Regions from separate parts of the Oryctolagus cuniculus genome. Here region 2 is linked to region 1. The links are chromatin contacts, called in public Micro-C maps. All regions are on one chromosome and are shown on one strand. Each heading gives the region's core, a stretch centred on a gene start, on an enhancer-like site or on the middle of the called end of the contact. The rest is flanking DNA. Distances are from core to core; before and after follow the strand shown.

Region 1 (4,363 bases), core at 729-3,228:
TCAAACGCTTTGGCCGGGCAGTCCAGGTTGAGTAAAATCAATAGGTGGGGCGCACCGTGCGCGGCCCGGGTGTCATCTGCCGCTCGGCGCTGTTTCACTTTGAGTTGCTAACTTGGGTTGCTCAGGGAGCGCTTTCTCTTCCCGAAAGCTAATGGCTTCCACGGCAATTAGGCATTTTCCTCGCCTGCCCCCTCGCCTCCCCTTTTCTTTCCTTACAGGAGATGGGGTGCCTCATTCCCGTGGCCGTAGATCTGGTCGGAGGCGCCCGGGCCCCTCCTCGGCCTCCGCCCGCCCCGGTCCCTGCTCTCCCTCCGCCCTCCCCTGGCTTCCTTTTGATGTAGCGGGGAACGCGTCCCACTAAAAAAAAAAAAAAAAAAAAGTAATCTGCCCGGTAACAATCAGCGCGCAGTAGCAGGAGCCCCAGAGCTATTGGCTATGCAAATAGAGGGAGGGGAGACGGCGCCCCAAACTCTTACTCACCCTTTTAAAGCGATATCCCCCTCCCCCCCAGCCACCCCTTCCGCCCCACCCTCGTTTAAAGGGGCTGCCTCCGGGGCCCGAGTGCGGCGCGTGCACCTCTGGTTCCCTCGCTCCCCCGCCGCCGTGCTGGGAACCCAGTGAACAGCTCACCCAGCCCGGCCTCCACCCCCCCCTCCCCGCTCCCCGCGGCTCTCCGCGCCCCTGCTTGGGCCCCCTTTCTCGGAGCGGCGGGCAGTGGCGCAGCCTCGCCGTGCCCGGGTTGCCCCGTCCCACGCCACGCTCGGTGCACGTGCCAGCTGGGCCTCGGCGCTGGGGGCGCCCAACGCGCGCCCCTTCTCTACCCCCCACCCCGTAAAATGCACCGAAAAGACAGGCTGTGGCGGGGGTGGCGGGAGGAAGGAGGCGAGGAAACGCCACCGTGTCCCCGGGAGAAACAGCCTTGACCCCAGGATGCGTTCGAGCACGTGTCAGGGCTGACCGCGCTGGCAGCGTCTCCATCCGGAGAAAGCCCTGGCCCGCGAGAGAGGCGCGGACCCGGAGGGGTCGCTGAGGATGCGGGCGAAGGACCCACGCAGGGAGGCAGCATGGGGCCTCCGGGGAAAGGTGTCGGCGGAGGGGGGAGCCCGAGCGTGTCCCTCCCTCGCCCCCTCCCCCCGGGCTATTTCCTAGAAAGCGGTATCAGCGCGGCCACGCTCTCGCACACACCTCGGGCGGCTTGTGGGCAGATGCCGGGGCGAGGAAGCGGGTTTTTTTTTCCTGCGTGGCCGCCGGCCGCCCAGAAACCGCTGGCGGCCCTGCTCACGGCCCCTCGCACCCGGGGCGCTGCGCCGTGTGGCCAGTGGCACCCGCAGCGCCCCCAAGAGCATCCTGCCTTCAACTTGAGGGTCGTAGTCGCTATCCAACCAGAAAAGCGGCCCCCTCCGTCCTAACACCCACTCTTTCCTCTTCTTCCTCTCCACAGACAGCTGCAAGGGGGTAGTGGGGGGTGGGGGTGGGCGACGTTGCTCCGGTCCCTTTAATTAGGCTTTTGCAACAGCTTCCAGGTTATCAGGAGCATAAACTTGAGGGACATAACCTTCACCTCCGGCTATGCGAGGTTGCTGTTTTCTAAGTCCCCTCACCTAAAGGGTCTTTCTCAATTGAGCCCACCCACCCTCCGCCATCTGCCCTCCATTCCTGGGGCTGGAAGACGTGGGCAGAAATATTAGCATCAATTTCGCGGAAAGCACGGTTGGAGGGTAGTCTTTGGATGCGACGCGCCCACGGAGTGTGCAGAATCAGAGCGAGGAGAGAGGAGTCGGTGGGTTTCCGTGGGTCCCCCTCTCCGGGGCCCCCGACTCGCTCGCGGATGCAGCGAGAGGGCCTCGGAGCAGGGTGGGGTGGGGGGGCGGGGGCCGCGTTTGAAGTTGGGTCGGGCCAGCTGCCGTTCTCCTTAATAACAAGAGGGGAAGGGAGGAGGGAGAGGTTGAAAGGAGGAGAGGAGGGGCGGGAGGGGAGGGAAGGGGAGGAGGAACCCGAGAGGGGAGCGAGGAGAGGGAGGAGAACCAACTGCCCAGCCAGCTTGCGTCACTGCCTCTGAGGCGAAGAGAGCGAGCTGGAGAGAGCGAGACAAGTTTGAGGGGAGGACGGGTGCGAGGCAGGCAGCCCCCGAGGCTCTGCTCGCCCACCGCCCAGCCCTTCCTCTCGGCTCCTCCGCTTCTCCCTCTGCCCTCGGCTCGCCCCCCGAAAACTCCCTATTTAGCCAAAGGAAGGAGGTAAGGGGAACTCTCTCCCCTCCCCCTCCAAAAAAAAAAAAAAAACCTAACTTTTGCAGTCCGGAGAAGGCAGGGGAACGAAGGGTCGCCCGGCTGGCCATGGAGCTGCTGTGCTGCGAGGTGGACCCGGTCCGCAGGGCCGTGCCGGACCGCAACCTGCTGGACGACCGCGTCCTGCAGAACTTGCTCACCATCGAGGAACGCTACCTTCCCCAGTGCTCCTACTTCAAGTGCGTGCAGAAGGACATCCAGCCCTACATGCGCAGGATGGTGGCCACCTGGATGCTGGAGGTAGGGCTGCCAGGGGCCCCCCACGCTCGGACCCTAAGTCTGAAAGAGGGCCACCCTGGCGCTGGCCTCCCAGCTCGGCTGCGCGAGGGTGTCCCGCGCCCCTGGGCGAGACGCGTGGCCGCATTTCTGTTCCCGGTCCCGGGGAGTGGGGGGGGGCGAGGAGGGAGAGGAAAATCTGGGAGAAACGCGGCTGGCCCGGGGTGGGGGGGGGGGGGAGCATCCCGCGCGCGTGCTGCGTGCATGTGGCTTCCTCGGCGCCCCCCTCCCCCGCCGACCTGTCTTTCTCGAAGCAATGGCAAGGAAGGGAGTGGGAGCTTGAAACGGGGACCCCGGGTCCGAAAGCAGCCCCCCGACCCCCGCCAAGGCAGGAGCCCGTTCGCCCTAGCCTCAGGTCCCCGCGTGTGGTCGCGACTCCGCGTTGGCACTTCGGGGGGGAGGGGGAGGAAGGAGGAGGAGGGGGAAGGAGAGAAACGGGGAGTTCGGGAGCCCCGGAAGTCGCCCTGGAAAAGCGTGTGTTTTAGGGGAACCCAAAAAGAACCACTTCTTTCGCCTCGCTGCAAGTCTGCGTCTTGCGAGCCCCGTGCCCACGTATGCACGGCTCTGGACCTGCCGTGGTTTCGCCATGTTGCTTTCCAGACTCGGGCTGCTGAGCCCGGGAACCGCCGCCCGCGCCCCCGCGCACCCCCAGACCGCGGCAGGCCCTCGCGGCCGTGCCCGTGCCCCCGACCCCCGCCTCGGGGAGGTTACTTACAGTTTGGCTTCCCAGCTTCCTCGCTGCGGAGGCTTGGGCGGGGTAGGGTCGGGGGGAGGAGGAGGAGGAGGAGGTGTGTGTGTGTGTGTGTGTGTCCTTGAGGCGGAATGCGGGGCGCCCCTCGGCTGGCAGCCGGAGCCCCCCGGGCCCCGGTCCTTGCCCGGTGGTCACCACGTCCCCAGCTCTGCGCCTGTGGGCCGCCGCCGGACACTCCCGCCGCGGCTCTCAGCCGCTGCGAGTTTCCCCCGCGGGATCCGCAGCCCCGGGGGTCGAGATGCAGCCCGCTGCAGCCCCCGAAACCCGCGTGCCAGGGAGCCTGGATCCTCTGGGGGGTTTTCACGCCAAAAGGGCTTTGCTGGGGTATTTCCTCGATTTTTAATTATTTTTTGAAGGCGTGCCCCCCTGCTCCGAGCGCCGGCGCCGCGGCTCTTCCTCCTCTACACCCTCCCCCTCTCTCCCCAACTCTCCCCACCCACCCCCCCATTAGCGGCCCCTGGGCAGCCCGGACCCCCTCGGGCATTTTTTTCAATTGTCGGGAATGGTAGAGCAGGGTCTGGGCATCCGGATGGGGCCAAGAAGTAGACCCCCGGAGGCTCCAGAATATTTTTATTGATTTTTTGAAAAGATGACGAAATCCAAAAAAGAGAGTGAGTGAGTTCCGAGTGCGCAGAGAAGGGAGCGGCGGCCGCCGCGCGCGCCCGCGGCCCCGCTCCCAGCTGCCAGCGACCGCGCGCCCCGGGCTGCGGACACTTGCCTCAGTTTCCCCAGCGTTAGTACCCTCCCTCTTCCCGCAAGAAAAAAAAAAAAAACTTTGCAGAAATGAACTTTTTCTTTCTGCTTCTCTCTCTCTCCCTCCCTCCCTCTGTGGACACTGTCCTGTGTGTCGCCCACCCCTGTTGTGCGTGCCCACCGCAGGTCTGTGAGGAACAGAAGTGTGAGGAGGAGGTCTTCCCGCTGGCCATGAACTACCTGGACCGCTTCCTGGCCGGGGTGCCGACCCCCAAGACCCATCTGCAGCTGCTGGGGGCCGTGTGCATGTTTCTGGCCTCCAAGCTGAAAGAGACCATCCCGCTGACGGCCGAGAAGC
Region 2 (4,363 bases), core at 632-3,131, 240 kb before region 1:
ACATCGGCCCCTGAATCATCCATATTTCTTACAGAACACACTCTTACCCATAAAGAACAACAATAACATTCATGTTTTTTGGAGAAGGTACAGACACGATGAACATTTTACAGTGTTTTAGAGAAACGGGGATTCCACAGAGGCATCCACTGTCCCCACCAGCCCTGCGTGTCCAAGTCCTTCACGTCCTGCCAGAGCACGGGCAGTGGCCACTTCCTCCATGAAGCTTCCTGGTATCAGGAGCTCTTTTCTTTCTGCAGCCCACAGCACCTGACCCCAACCTCTCTCCAGTATGCAGAGAGAGAGAGAGAGAGGGAGAGAGAGAGAGAGAAGAGAGAGAGGAGAGAGAGGAAAGAAAGGAGAGAGAGGAGAGAGAGGGAGATAAAGGTGTCTTCCATCCACTGGTTTACTCCCCAATTGGTCACAACAGCTGAAGTTGGGCTGATCAGGAGCCAGGAGCTTCTTCTGGGTCTCCCACGTGGGTGCAGGGGCCCAAGGACTTGGGCCATCTTCTACTGTTTTCCCAGGCCATCGCAGAGAGCTGGATTGGAAGTGGAACAGCCAGGACTCGAACCAGCACCTTTTGGGATGCCGGCACTGAAGGCGGCAGCTTTACCCTCTATGCCACAATGGTGTCCCCGTCCTTTCCCGTCCTAAAAGGCTCCTGTCCCTTCCTGCCACCTGAGAAGTTGCTATTTGATGCCCAACTGATGACGTATGTGTTGTGAGTTTTCCCTCCCCTTCTTCCCGATCCTGGGTGGACACGGAGCTTAGTGCTACCCAGCCTGTTCACTGTGGGCAGTGACCTCCCCTACAGATAGTTCTACTTTTTATTCAATAAAGGCAGAGATCTCTTCATTAGGTCCTTGCTTAGGGTTCTAGGATCCATCCTTGAGCTACAGGCTCAAAATTACCTGATCCTTTCTCCCGCACCAATCAAAGCCCACCCTAACCTAGCACATCACTAGAACCGGCTATTCCTTCTCAATGCATTACCCACTATCTACTTACAACACTTGGGTTTATATTTGGCTGCAGGCAACAGAAACCCAAAATACTATTGTCTTAAACAAAATGAGACTTACTGCATCATCTCCTGGAAAAAGTTGGAGGCAGGTAGTTTAGGACACTAAGGGAGCTCCCTAGGGGGATCAGGACCCACGGTCCTCCCACCCAGCAGGCTATTCTCTCTACCTCCTGCCTCCTGCCTCCTGCCTCATGGCGGCTGCAGAGACAAAGCAGCAGTAGGGACAAACACCCTTGTTTCCCCTCGGGACAGTTCCCAGAACCCACACACAGCACTGCCACAAAATCCCACTAGCCACCAAGTAGGCTGAGGAATGTCTTCTTTTCTCTGTTTAGGTTATCAGTCCTCCAATTTAGGACTCTGCTTCTACAGACGCTGGGGGCAATAGGTCCTGGGGACAACTAGCACACTTGGCCTCTGTCTCTGCCCTGAGCAATCCATTTTCATCCTTGAGAGGCCAGCTTTCTCACGCTCCATGGTCAAGGTGGGCACAATCTCTGGGTCTATCTCTGTTCTTCATAGACCAGGAGCTTAGATGGGGCTGGGGGCCTCCAAGGTAGAGCAGGGTCAGGTGGTTGTTCCCAACACACAGCAAAAAGCCAAGATGGAGTGACACATGGTGGTCCTGGTCCCTCCTTTTAGGAGATTCAATAGGGTCTGTGCCGAAGGCAGAGGCTGTCGCTGATGCATCAGCAGAGGCACAGAGGGCCTGGCCAACCCCTGGAAGCTGGAGATAAGAAATCAGTGCCCGGGAGCACTGGGTTCCAGGGTGCTCATCCAGCCACTGTGCACGGGCCTACAGCAGGCCTCCCCGGTACCATCCTGCCTCTCAGGACACCGCCCTCCCGCCAGGGCAAGAACAGCTGCCCCTGGGCAGCCCACAACCCGCCGCATCGCACAGCCACCTCTTGTCCCCTAGCAGGCAGATAGCGGGGGACTGTGAGAAGCAAACTACATGGCTGCACCCATTCTTGGGGGGCCCAAGTTTCCAGGCAAACGAGTCCCTGCCTGGGCTGGTGGCAACCTGCAGTCTTACCTTATCATCCCAGATCTGGCCCGGCCCCTCCAGCTCCATCGCTGCCTGCTCCCTACGCGTTCTCCTCCCCAGGGCCCCAGGACAGGTATTTGAGCTGGCAGGTCGCCTGCCTCCTCTCCCCAGGTGTCGGGCCCTGTGAACATCCCACGACTGTGGAGCTAACAACTGTGGTGTCGAAACGTCTTGTACACGTACGACGGCGGTATCCTGGGGCAGCCTGGGGAGTGCTGGCTGTAGGACTGCCTTGGGCTGGCAGGGTGCCTGGGTTCGAGTCAGGGGTCATTGGACCCACGAGGGAAGAGGGACCCCATCCTGCCTGCGGGCCCTCTCTGTGGCACTTGTTCAAACTGGGCATGTGCGGCTGCCCTTCACCAAGGTGCTCTGCCTTCCATCCGGGGGACAACCACCGCCCATATTTCCCCCGAGCCCGTTCTTCTTACCCCCTGTTTTCAGATGGGGCTGCCCAGGCCCGCTGTTAGGAAGGCTGGAATTTCTCACCCTACCCGTGTTCTTCCATAGGTCATAGACCCTCTCTCCAGGGTTGCTGGGGCCACTGCCCAGTCCAGTCCCCGTGCTGGGTATGCAGTGTTGGATATGCCTTTGTTTCCAAAAGCCCAGGGCAAGAGAGCTGATCTTTAAGGTTACTTAAGCAGGGTCCCCTTTCTCTCCTCGTCCTCCTCCTGCTCCCTTTTACTCTTCTCCTCCTTCTTTATGAAAATAACATCCTTTACAAATGGAACCAGGTCAGGGCTGGCGCTGTGGCACAGCGGGTTAACGGCTTGGCCTGAAGTACTGGCATCCCATTTGGGCACCGGTTCGAGACCTGGCTGCTCCACTTCTGATCCAGCTCTCTGCTATGGCCTGGGAAAGCAGTGGAGGATGATTCAAGTCCTTGGGCTCCTGCATCCATGTGGGAGACCCGGAAAAAGCTCCTGGCTCCTGGCTTTGGATCGGCTCAGCTCTGGCCGTTGTGGCCAATTGGGGAGCGAACCAGTGGATGGAAGACTTTCTCTCTCTCTCTCTCTCTCTCTCTCTCTCTCTCATTCTCTGCCTCTCCTCTTTCTGTGTAACTCTGACTTTCAAATAAATAAATAAATCTTTAAAAAAAATGAAACCAGGTGACAGGGGGTGGGGGGACACAGTGGAGGGGGCGGGGCACATTGTAGCATGATAGGTTAAACTGCCACTGGCAATGTCGGCATTCCATACGAGCCCCAGTATGAATCCCAGCTACTCCACTTCCAATCCAGCTTTCTGCTAATGCGCCTGGGAAAGCAGCAGATGGCCCAATGCCTGGGCTCCTGCCACCCATGTAGGAGACCTGGACAGAGTTCTGGGCTCCTGGCTTTTCCTGGACCAGCCCCAGCTGTTGCAGCCATTTGGGGAGTGAACTGGCAAGTAAAACATCTGTGTGTGTGTGTGTGTGTGGTGTGTGTGTATCTCCCACTCTTTCTGGACCTCTGCTTTTCAAATAAATGAATAAATCTTTGAAAAGAATAAAATCTGGGGCAGGCATTTGGTTCAGGCATTAAGAGGCCAGTTTGGGACACCAACACCCCATATTGAAGTGTCTGGAATCGTCTCTCTGTCCCTCTCCCTCCCTCTCCTTCTCCCTCCCTCTCTCCTGCCTTTCAAATAAATAAACATTTTGAAAATGAAATCTTCACCATACACCTACTGTCGTCTTTCATCCCCTCCCTAAGTCCTGCATCCCACTTCTCTCCCCCTAAAAAAAATCTCATTGCCAATTTGGATGCATCTTCCTGTCCCAGTCCCCACAGTCACTCACAAGGGTGCATAAGGGGCCTGTTTCCCCTACAAAGCCATGGGCCTGGGGAGGAAGAAACGGGTTTGAGGGTGTCCTCCTTGCACCAAATACAGTTTTTTGCTTTATACTTTGCTCCTCAAAGAATCCTCCACAAACAGGCTCACGCAATCCTTACTCACTGTACTTCACTGACTTCTGTCTTCCGTCATTCTCTCTGCACATCCCAACACAGGACGGTCCAGGAAGAGGTGCCCATTAGCTCAATGGCTGGGGAAGGGTATGGCAGAGAACCACGAAGTATGTATGGTACCCATGCCCAGGGACCAGCATCCCAGGGATGCTCCTGCTCAGCTTGGAGAGCCCAGGCTGGCAAAGGACTGTGGGACCCTTTTTGTAGACAGGCTGAGTCAGATGGAGAGAAGGAAATTGGCTTGAGGACATTCAGACTCTTGGAGTGTGGAGCGCCTTAGTCTGTCTTTTGATTTTAGGAAATTGCAGTATAATAGAAAGACCGTGAATGGAGACTGTTAGG

Evidence for each region. A called contact is a pair of places that touch in the nucleus more often than the background predicts.
Region 2: a contact with region 1 is called in a Micro-C map of ear pinna, with 4 times the contacts expected there. The contact joins the enhancer-like site here to the promoter of CCND2 in region 1. A contact is called at or near these places in 5 of 6 Hi-C or Micro-C datasets (ear pinna, embryonic fibroblasts, liver and 2 more).

Annotation. Positions count from the first base shown.
Region 1 is chr9:105,155,104-105,159,466 of mOryCun1.1, reverse strand. It overlaps CCND2 (cyclin D2), which reads left to right and starts at 1,978. Exons shown (of 5, transcript XM_002712830.5): 1 at 1,978-2,525; 2 at 4,192-4,363. The coding sequence starts at 2,334. It overlaps LOC108177000 (a long non-coding RNA gene), which reads right to left and starts at 3,712. Exons shown (of 5, transcript XR_011378988.1): 1 at 3,277-3,712.
Region 2 is chr9:105,393,464-105,397,826 of mOryCun1.1, reverse strand. No RefSeq gene overlaps it. Among named protein-coding and RNA genes, the nearest start is that of PARP11, 120 kb to the left of the region's middle. Within about 2 kb of position 1,881, at least 1 of the 8 cell types and tissues checked has an H3K27ac peak or open chromatin away from gene starts, as enhancers often do. A contact at or near this core is called in ear pinna, where this site is marked.